Regions from separate parts of the Danio rerio genome. Here regions 1 and 2 are each linked to region 3. A link is a contact called in public Hi-C and HiCAR-type data. All regions are on one chromosome and are shown on one strand. Each heading gives the region's core, a stretch centred on a gene start, on an enhancer-like site or on the middle of the called end of the contact. The rest is flanking DNA. Distances are from core to core; before and after follow the strand shown.

Region 1 (2,700 bases), core at 80-2,579, 230 kb before region 3:
GCACATTTTACATGTTTTATGTGGTGGAATTAAATGAGTAAATGCACAGTAAATGTCAGTATAATCCATTTCTGCAGCTGTCTAATGTTTTCACTGTTATTATACTGTTTGGAGTGAAAGTGCTATACTAATAAATATTACTACACCATGCCATTGAGGTTAAGTTAGTTTTGTATTTGCACTTTCATTCATCCAACTTGTGACACACTCCCGGTATAGTTTGCATGTTTTCCCTGCGTTTGCGTGGCTTTTCTCCCGCGTGCTCTGGTTTCCCCACAGTCCAAACACTTGCAGTACAGGTGAATCGGGTAGGCTAAGTTGTCCGTAGTGTATGAGTGAGTGTGAATGAGTGTGTGTGGATGTTTCCCAGAGTTGGGTTGCGGCTGGAAGGGCATCAGCTGCGTAAAAAAACGTGCTGGATAAGTTGGCGGTTCATTCACCTGTGGAGACCCCGGAATAATAAAGGGACTAAGCCGACAAGAAAATGAATGAACAAATGAATCAGGAGTACACTGTAAAAAATAAATGTGTTAATTTTAAGGTAAAAAAATAGCTGTGGATGTTAGTATTTTATTGTTAAAATTACGGCAAAGACTATAAAGTTAATTCTCATTTTCACAACGAACATCTGCGGCTTAATCGATTATCAATGCATAATGACTGTATTGAATATTATCATCATCTATGCATCTGTTTATTTAACAGAAACTCACATGGTCACAATCATATACTGTTATTTATAAAGATGTTTTATACTGATCCACTGATCTTAGAAAATGATGTTGATTAACCTGCTACATGTGACAGTAATGAACACAGCTACTAAACACAGACATGGTAACATGCATACAATTACATTGATGAAATAAACATTGTTTATGAACATTAGATGTAACACGATTCTATAATGTACAATAACTGATGAGGAAACAACTAAAAACATGCATATTAATGTCAACAAACAGCATAAAGGGATGTGCCATGCAGGGAATTCTGGGAAAGTCAGTTTACAGTTATTCTCTGTATATATTAAGGAAATATACTGCTAACCAGGTTTGGGATTTTTACTGTAGCATTTTTACACTTTTTAGCGTTGAAATCACGCAATTTTACAGTGTTTATTCCTCTGTCTGATGTTTACCCGGTCTGAAATGCCCTCCCTCTCCAGCACGACGTGTGGCGATATTGAGTCACATTGGAACTCGCCATTTAATCTGAAGAAGAAGAAGAAGAAGGAGGAGGAGGAGGAGGAGGAGGAGGAAGCGGATTATCCTTCTCGCTTGCCGTAGCGCGTCAGAGGTTAAAGTGTAATTCCAATATGGCGCTCTACAAGCACAACAACACGAGCAGCACCGGTTAAACAGCGGAAACTCTACGGTTACTCCACAGCTGCCGCGATCTCTTCACCGTTCCCGAGCGCCATTGTTATTGCGTCTTCCCGGTGAGTCCGCGCTGCTGTGCTGTAGATCAGGAGTTGCTGAAGAATAACACGTGGACATACACTGCTGACAGCGGCGACTGACACACACACACACACACACACACACACACACACACACACACACAGAGGTACAGTTGGTTTTATATTGTGATATTCAGACTTTCTTCTTAATAATGTCATGTCAGAAAAGTATTCTTTGATAATTCTAAATAGGGAAATCAGATTAGCAGCCAATGACTCAGTACAGCAGTGTTCACAGTCAATTAGACATGCTGGTGTTGTGTACAGGTCATACTGGCATGATAATTCCCATCATATTTTCAAAGTAACATCATAAACAATATAGAGACTGATAAATGAAACAATGTGCAAATATCAAACCAACTTTACCTCTATGGTGTGTGTGTGTGTGTGTGTGTGTGTGTGCAGGTTTAATGAAGTGTATTACATGCATATGTGTGTAAGATATATATATATATATACATTATGTGTGTGTGTGCATGTGTGTGTGTGTGCAGATGATGGCGTTGGTGTGTGACACTGCTGTGGATGATATCGAGGATATGGTGAGAATCACTGACGTCACACCACTGCAGCGGCAGGCGGCCCGCAAGAGTGTGGTTCCTCGCGCACGCAAACACAAGCAGGAGACGGGAGAGCAGATGCAGACCGACAGGTGAGGCACATGCAGACAGACAGACAGACACACACACACACACACACACACACATTAGGGGTGTCCAAATGAATTGTTTCTTCAGTGCTCTGTGATGCAGACGCTGTGGATTCGATACCGGTCATGTACTGATCATCCTTGGTTATTACGTACTGATGCCATTAACTCGTGTGTGTGTGTGTGTGTGTGTGTGTGTGTGTGTGTGTGTGTGTGTGTGTGTGTGTGTTCACATGAGTCAGAACAGAGCCTGTAGATGACCGTGTGTGTTCTGCTGTGTGTTCAGTGTGATTCCCGGCATGCAGAAGGTGTGGCTGAAGACCTGGGGCTGCTCACACAACAGCTCAGATGGAGAGTATATGGCGGGTCAGCTGGCGGTGGCAGGATACCAGATCACAGGTCCAGATTCACTGCTCCACACACTAACACCGGCTGCTCTCACTTATCACATTACACAGGTTTAACGTACGCTTGACCAAAGAGTGGCAGATAGGGATGTCCTGATACGATATTGATATGGGAAATAGGTCCAATATCAGTCCAAAAAACTATATTAGACTGCGTTAACAATCTCCGATATAAGCAG
Region 2 (2,700 bases), core at 129-2,628, 210 kb before region 3:
TTGGACACCCCTGATCTAGAGCAGGGGTTCCCAAACTTTTCAGCCCGCTACCCCCAAAAATGTCAATGCCAGTGACTCGTGACCCCCAATATTCTCTGAGGTGGTGGTTATAAATACAGAAACCTTGTATGCAATGACACGCACAAAACACCAATAGACCCAAGTCTATTCTTTGTTTTTTTTATGTATGTCAGTGCTGTAAATGGGCTAGAAAGTTCAACCTGGTGTTACAGAATCTGCTGCATCTGACAGTATTGCTGTGTCTTCAGTATAATGTAATTACCCGAGAAGTCGCAATCCAATAGAACTAGTAACTATAAGCTACTATAGTAACTATAAACGACTATTTTTTTCTCTTCAGTAGGTTATTGATAAAGTACAGTAAGTCTTAAGGTTTCATAAAAATTAATTGATTTTTAAAAATCACCAGGCGACCCCCCCCCCCCTCCTTCATTGTCCCGCGACCCCTTGGGGGGGTCCTGACCCCCACTTTGAGAACCTCTGATCTAGAGGAACAGGAATATTTCTGTTGTGTGCTGTTTTAGATACACACCGGGGACAGAAGTTAAGGTGTTGTGTATATTTGTGTTGTGTATAACCAACAGACGTGTGTATCTGACCTGCAGACGACCACAGCGGACACCAGAAACATGTGAAGAGCCGTGTGTGTCCAGCAGAGCTCACACTAATGATCAGCCAACGAACATCGCTCAGTCCTTATGCACAGACTGATTGTGTGTGTGTGTGTGTGTGTGTGTGTGTGTGTGTGTGTGTGTGTGTGTGTGTGTGTGTGTGTGTGTGTTTCAGGAAGGCTCAAGAGCAGAATAAGAAGGTGGTTTTGGCTGGATGTGTGCCGCAGGCTCAACCCCGCATGGACTATATAAAGGACCTAAGCATCATTGGGGTAAACACACACACACACACACACACACACACACACACACACACCAGCACAGGCTGAAATCGGCTTCAGCGTCCTCTAGTATTCAGATGTCTGAGCTCCAGGCGGTCAGCAGGAGCTCTGCAGGCACATCCCCAGGTGAGAGCAGTGTGTGTGTGCGCGCGTCCATGCCGGACCTGCCGCTGGTCTGCTCTCTCTATAGTCATTATTCATGATCTGTAATTCAGCTTATGTGTATCTGATGACTCTTTTCAGTCTATTAGTGTGCTTATTAATAACAACATGACAAGAGATCGTGCTGATTTGCACTGTTCAGGGTGCAAGGAGGTGTGGAGGAGGTGATCACAGCACATCTGTAGATGTACCGCCGTGTCCGCTGCTGTTCATGAACTAGTGTAGTGTGAACTGAAGGAGAGGGTGCAGGACTGAGCTGTGTGCTCTTAATATTGAGAAAGCCCAATCAGAGAAGAGGATGTCTGCAGCCCCGCCTCTGTTCGGATGTCTCCGCCTCCCACATGCACTCTTAAGGGCTCAAACTGTGGGCAGAGTGGAGGGAAGACCAGACCACAGCAGAACCGACAGCATAGTAGTGTAGACAGAGCTGCAGTCTCTCTCTCTCACACACACACACACACACACACACACACACACACACACACACACACACACACACATAGACAGGATCTGGCTTGTTCTAACCTGCTGAAGTGTGTTCCTTTGCATGCGTTTCAGCTGTGTGTGTGTGTGTGTGTGTGTGTGTGTGTGTGTGTGTGTTTCTTTGCTCATTTGCATCAGTTCTGCTGGGTCAGGGTCAGTCGGAGCTGCATGTGTGGGTTATACTGGTTTGGAGGCGACAGCACCTCCTTACCGTTGGAAGGCTCACCTTATGCAAATGAGCAGTTATTTGCATACTGTGCTGAAGCCGTTGCTTGTCTCAGGATGTGAGCAGGATGTGCGTGTGTGTGTGCGTGCGTGCGTGCGTGTGCGTGTGTGTGTGTGTGTGTCCATGTGTGTGTGTGTGTGTGCGTGTGTGCAGGAATAATCAGTGTTATTCTCCTTCAGACTACAGCTCTGTGTGTTAGCGCTGTAATGCTCAGGCCTACTCCAGTGTTTATTGGATGTAATGACGTTATTGATGATGAGCTGCTGGTCAGTGTGTGGGATCACCAGCCGACTCATGAAGATGGAGGAGACCGGTCAGTAGCGCAGGGCTCAGTCTGACTGCATGTGTGTGTTCATAACGGCTCTCTAGCAGAGTCTGCTTTACACACGCCAGAGTCTGCTTCACACACACAAGAGTCTGCTTCACACACACAAGAGTCTGCTTCACACACGCCAGAGTCTGCTTTACACACACAAGAGTCTGCTTCACACACACAAGAGTCTGCTTCACACACACAAGAGTCTGCTTGACATGTGCATGTCTCTGGACCTCCGCTGTGTGTTCTGGACCTCCGCTGTGTGTTCTGGACCTCCGCTGTGTGTCCCGCTGCAGTGTCTGCTCTCATCAGTCCATTCTCCTCACACTCAGGAGAGCGCGGTGTCTTCAGCTGACCCGGCCCGAGCTCTCATTACTGCACAACTACAGAAATAGAGGAGCGCCGCAGACCCTCTCTACCTGACTCAGGCAAGTTGCTTCAGCTCGAGGGGTTCAGCAGTCTGAAAGAGCCCAGACACTGTCCCAGAGGAAGCCCGATCAGGCCCCTGAGCTCACGCTTACTGTAGACACAGCGGTGTGGTGTGCTGGAGCTCTGTCAGCGGTTCTACAGCAGATGCAGACGGCGAGGAGAAACTGTGGA
Region 3 (2,700 bases), core at 184-2,683:
TTCACTGAGACAACAACAGGATCGGTCCTCTTACACACTCACTATAACAGAGACAGAAGAATGAACAGCTGACACCACCCAGAACAACACCACACCACTGGGCCAAGAGATTATATTACTTTAGATGTGTTACCATAGCAACTGTAGAATCACCACAACAGATCAATTACTCTTGTTGTTGTTACCATAGCAACTATGGATTTACCACAACACACCAATTACTATAGTAGTTGTGTTACCATAACAGCTGTAGTATTACCACAACAGACCAATCAGTATAGTTATTGTTACCATAGAAACTGTAGAATCAACACAGATCAAATACTGTGGTTGTTACCATAGTAACTGTATATTCACCACAATAGATCAGTTATTATAGTTGCTGTTACCATGCCAACTGTAGAATAACACAACAGATCAATCACTGTAGTTATTGTTACCATAGCAACTGTGGAATCACAAAAACATTAATTACTGTAGTTGTTGTGTTACCATAGCAACTATAGATTCACCACAACAGATCAATTATAATTGTTATTACCATAGCAACATTAGAATCACCACAACAATCAATCACTATAATTGTTGTTACCATGGCAACTGTAGAAACCCCACAGCAGATTAATCGCTTTAGTTAATTTCTTAGTCAATATTTCACGATAGAATAGGTCAAAATCACTGCAGTATTACTTGAGGAATACAAAGGTGCAGGATATATCAGATATGCAGTAAATGCACACACAATGTTCAAACGTAAACTACAGCAAATTGTATTTGAAAAGTGTGTACCTTTAGAGACTGATTACTGGATAATACTGATACTGATAATATATTAAAATATACTGAACATATTGTCCAAACACATGCACTATAGAGGAATTGATTAACTAAATTGAAAAAAGTGTGTGTGTGTGTGCGTGTGTGTGTTTCCCAGTACTGGGCTGCAGCTGGAAGGACATCTGCTGCGTAAAAAAAGCTTATGCTGGAATAGTTGTCGGTTCATTCTGCTGTGGTGACCTCTGATGAATAAATGGACTAAGCAGATGGAAAATGAATAAATGAATATCTTCATGCTGCATGTATAATACATGTACACTGTATGCTGTATGTTAAGCACCAAAAGCTTAAAAAGTCTGAAAAGCCTAAATCAAATATTTAAATGTGTTTTTGCCATAAATTTGAATACAACCCAAACCCTAACACACTGCGATCATTTACACAAGAGATTAAACAATGCCCTCTCAAATATAGAGACAAAAAGAAAAAATCCTGAAGCATTAAATTTCACGGAAGGGCGAATAATTGTGACCTCGGCTGTATTTCATAATACAGGAAAGAAAAAAGAGAGCAAAGCATCTCTCTGTCCTCCAGGTGACTCACAGAAGCGCTGAGCTGCGCATGCGCACTGCATCATCCAGCGCATCGGCGGCTGAGCGGAGCGAGGAACAGCAGCAGCTCCGACCGGTTATGACAGGTATTCGCTTTTATTCACTCATTACAGTTATCAAAACTCTGATCAGTCGACACCTTTCACTCTCCACACTTACACACACACCGTCGGGGAGGATGTGTGTGTCCGGTTTGTGCGTTAGAGTCTGACAGCTCGATCAATCTGCTGATGTGTCGATGACAGATGTGTGGAGAATGAGCATTTCTGCCGGTAAAGTGCAGCTTTCTGCATCTGAAAACACCATCGGACTGTTGTTATTAGACGATCAGATGATGATGATGATGGTGATGATGATGGTGGTGTGTGTGTGGGTACAGAGTGTCTCTGAACAGCAGAGGACATGCACGATCAGGAGCAGCTCTGGCGTCATTTCTGATGACGAGACGGACACTGACGGAGCATTCAGCATCTCTCTCTCTCAGATATCTGCATTTACAGAAGGATTTCATTTCTGAAGATGCACATATCATCTATAGAGGCGATCAGATTTACACTGAAGATTACCTCGAGACATTAAGACGTTCGTGGAGACTAAAGAGAGATTAGCATTAGTGTTTAGGAGCAAATCCCATTCATCTCCCTTACAGTGGAGCTGATGCTTAATTGGTGTATGAGCATAGATAATTAGCTAATATATCAGAACACGTGTGTAGAATCACCACAACAGATCAATCACTGTGTTAATGTGTTACCATAGCAACTGTAGAATCACCACAACAGATCAATCACTGTTGTTAATGTTACCATAGCAACTGTAGAATAACCACAACAGATCAATCACTGTTGTTAATGTGTTACCATAGCAACTGTAGAATCACCACAGGAGATCAGTTACTGTAGTTCTTGTGTTTCCATAGCAACTGTGGAATCACCATTCATTCATTTTCTTGTCGGCTTAGTCCCTTTATTAATCCGGGGTCGCCACAGTGGAATGAACCGCCAACTTATCCAGCAATTTTTTACACAGCGGATGCCTTTCAAGCTGCAACCCATCTCTGGGAAACATCTACACACACATTTACACACACACACTCATACACTACAGACAATTTAGCCTAACCAATTCCCCTATAGCGCATGTGTTTGGACTGTGGGGGAAACCGGAGCACCCGGAGAAAACCCACGCGAACACAGGGAGAACATGCAAACTCCACACAGAAATGCCAACTAAGCTGAGGCTCGAACCAGCGACCTTCTTGCTGTGAGGCGACAGCACTACCTACTGCGCCACTGCCTCGCCCAAAATATTA

The links. Hi-C and Micro-C count contacts between places; a contact is called where the count stands out from the background. HiCAR-type assays count read pairs that join an accessible place to other places.
Region 1: a contact with region 3 is called in a HiCAR-type map of caudal fin, with 4 times the contacts expected there. The contact joins the promoter of cdkal1 here to the promoter of nrsn1 in region 3. A contact is called at or near these places in 3 of 4 datasets of contacts at active chromatin or transcription factors (caudal fin, embryo and gastrula embryo).
Region 2: a Hi-C map of embryo shows a contact between it and region 3, with 1.6 times the contacts expected there. The contact joins the enhancer-like site here to the promoter of nrsn1 in region 3. A contact is called at or near these places in 3 of 18 Hi-C or Micro-C datasets (caudal fin, embryo and an unstated tissue).

What each region holds. Positions count from the first base shown.
Region 1 is chr16:23,632-26,331 of GRCz12tu, forward strand. cdkal1 (CDK5 regulatory subunit associated protein 1-like 1) reads left to right here and starts at 1,330. Exons shown (of 15, transcript NM_200627.1): 1 at 1,330-1,441; 2 at 1,960-2,117; 3 at 2,401-2,513. The coding sequence starts at 1,960.
Region 2 is chr16:40,138-42,837 of GRCz12tu, forward strand. cdkal1 (CDK5 regulatory subunit associated protein 1-like 1) reads left to right here. Exons shown (of 15, transcript NM_200627.1): 5 at 808-904. Among named protein-coding and RNA genes, the nearest start is that of cdkal1, 17 kb to the left of the region's middle. Within about 2 kb of position 1,379, at least 3 of the 62 cell types and tissues checked have an H3K27ac peak or open chromatin away from gene starts, as enhancers often do.
Region 3 is chr16:249,290-251,989 of GRCz12tu, forward strand. It overlaps nrsn1 (neurensin 1), which reads left to right and starts at 1,434. Exons shown (of 3, transcript NM_199959.1): 1 at 1,434-1,474.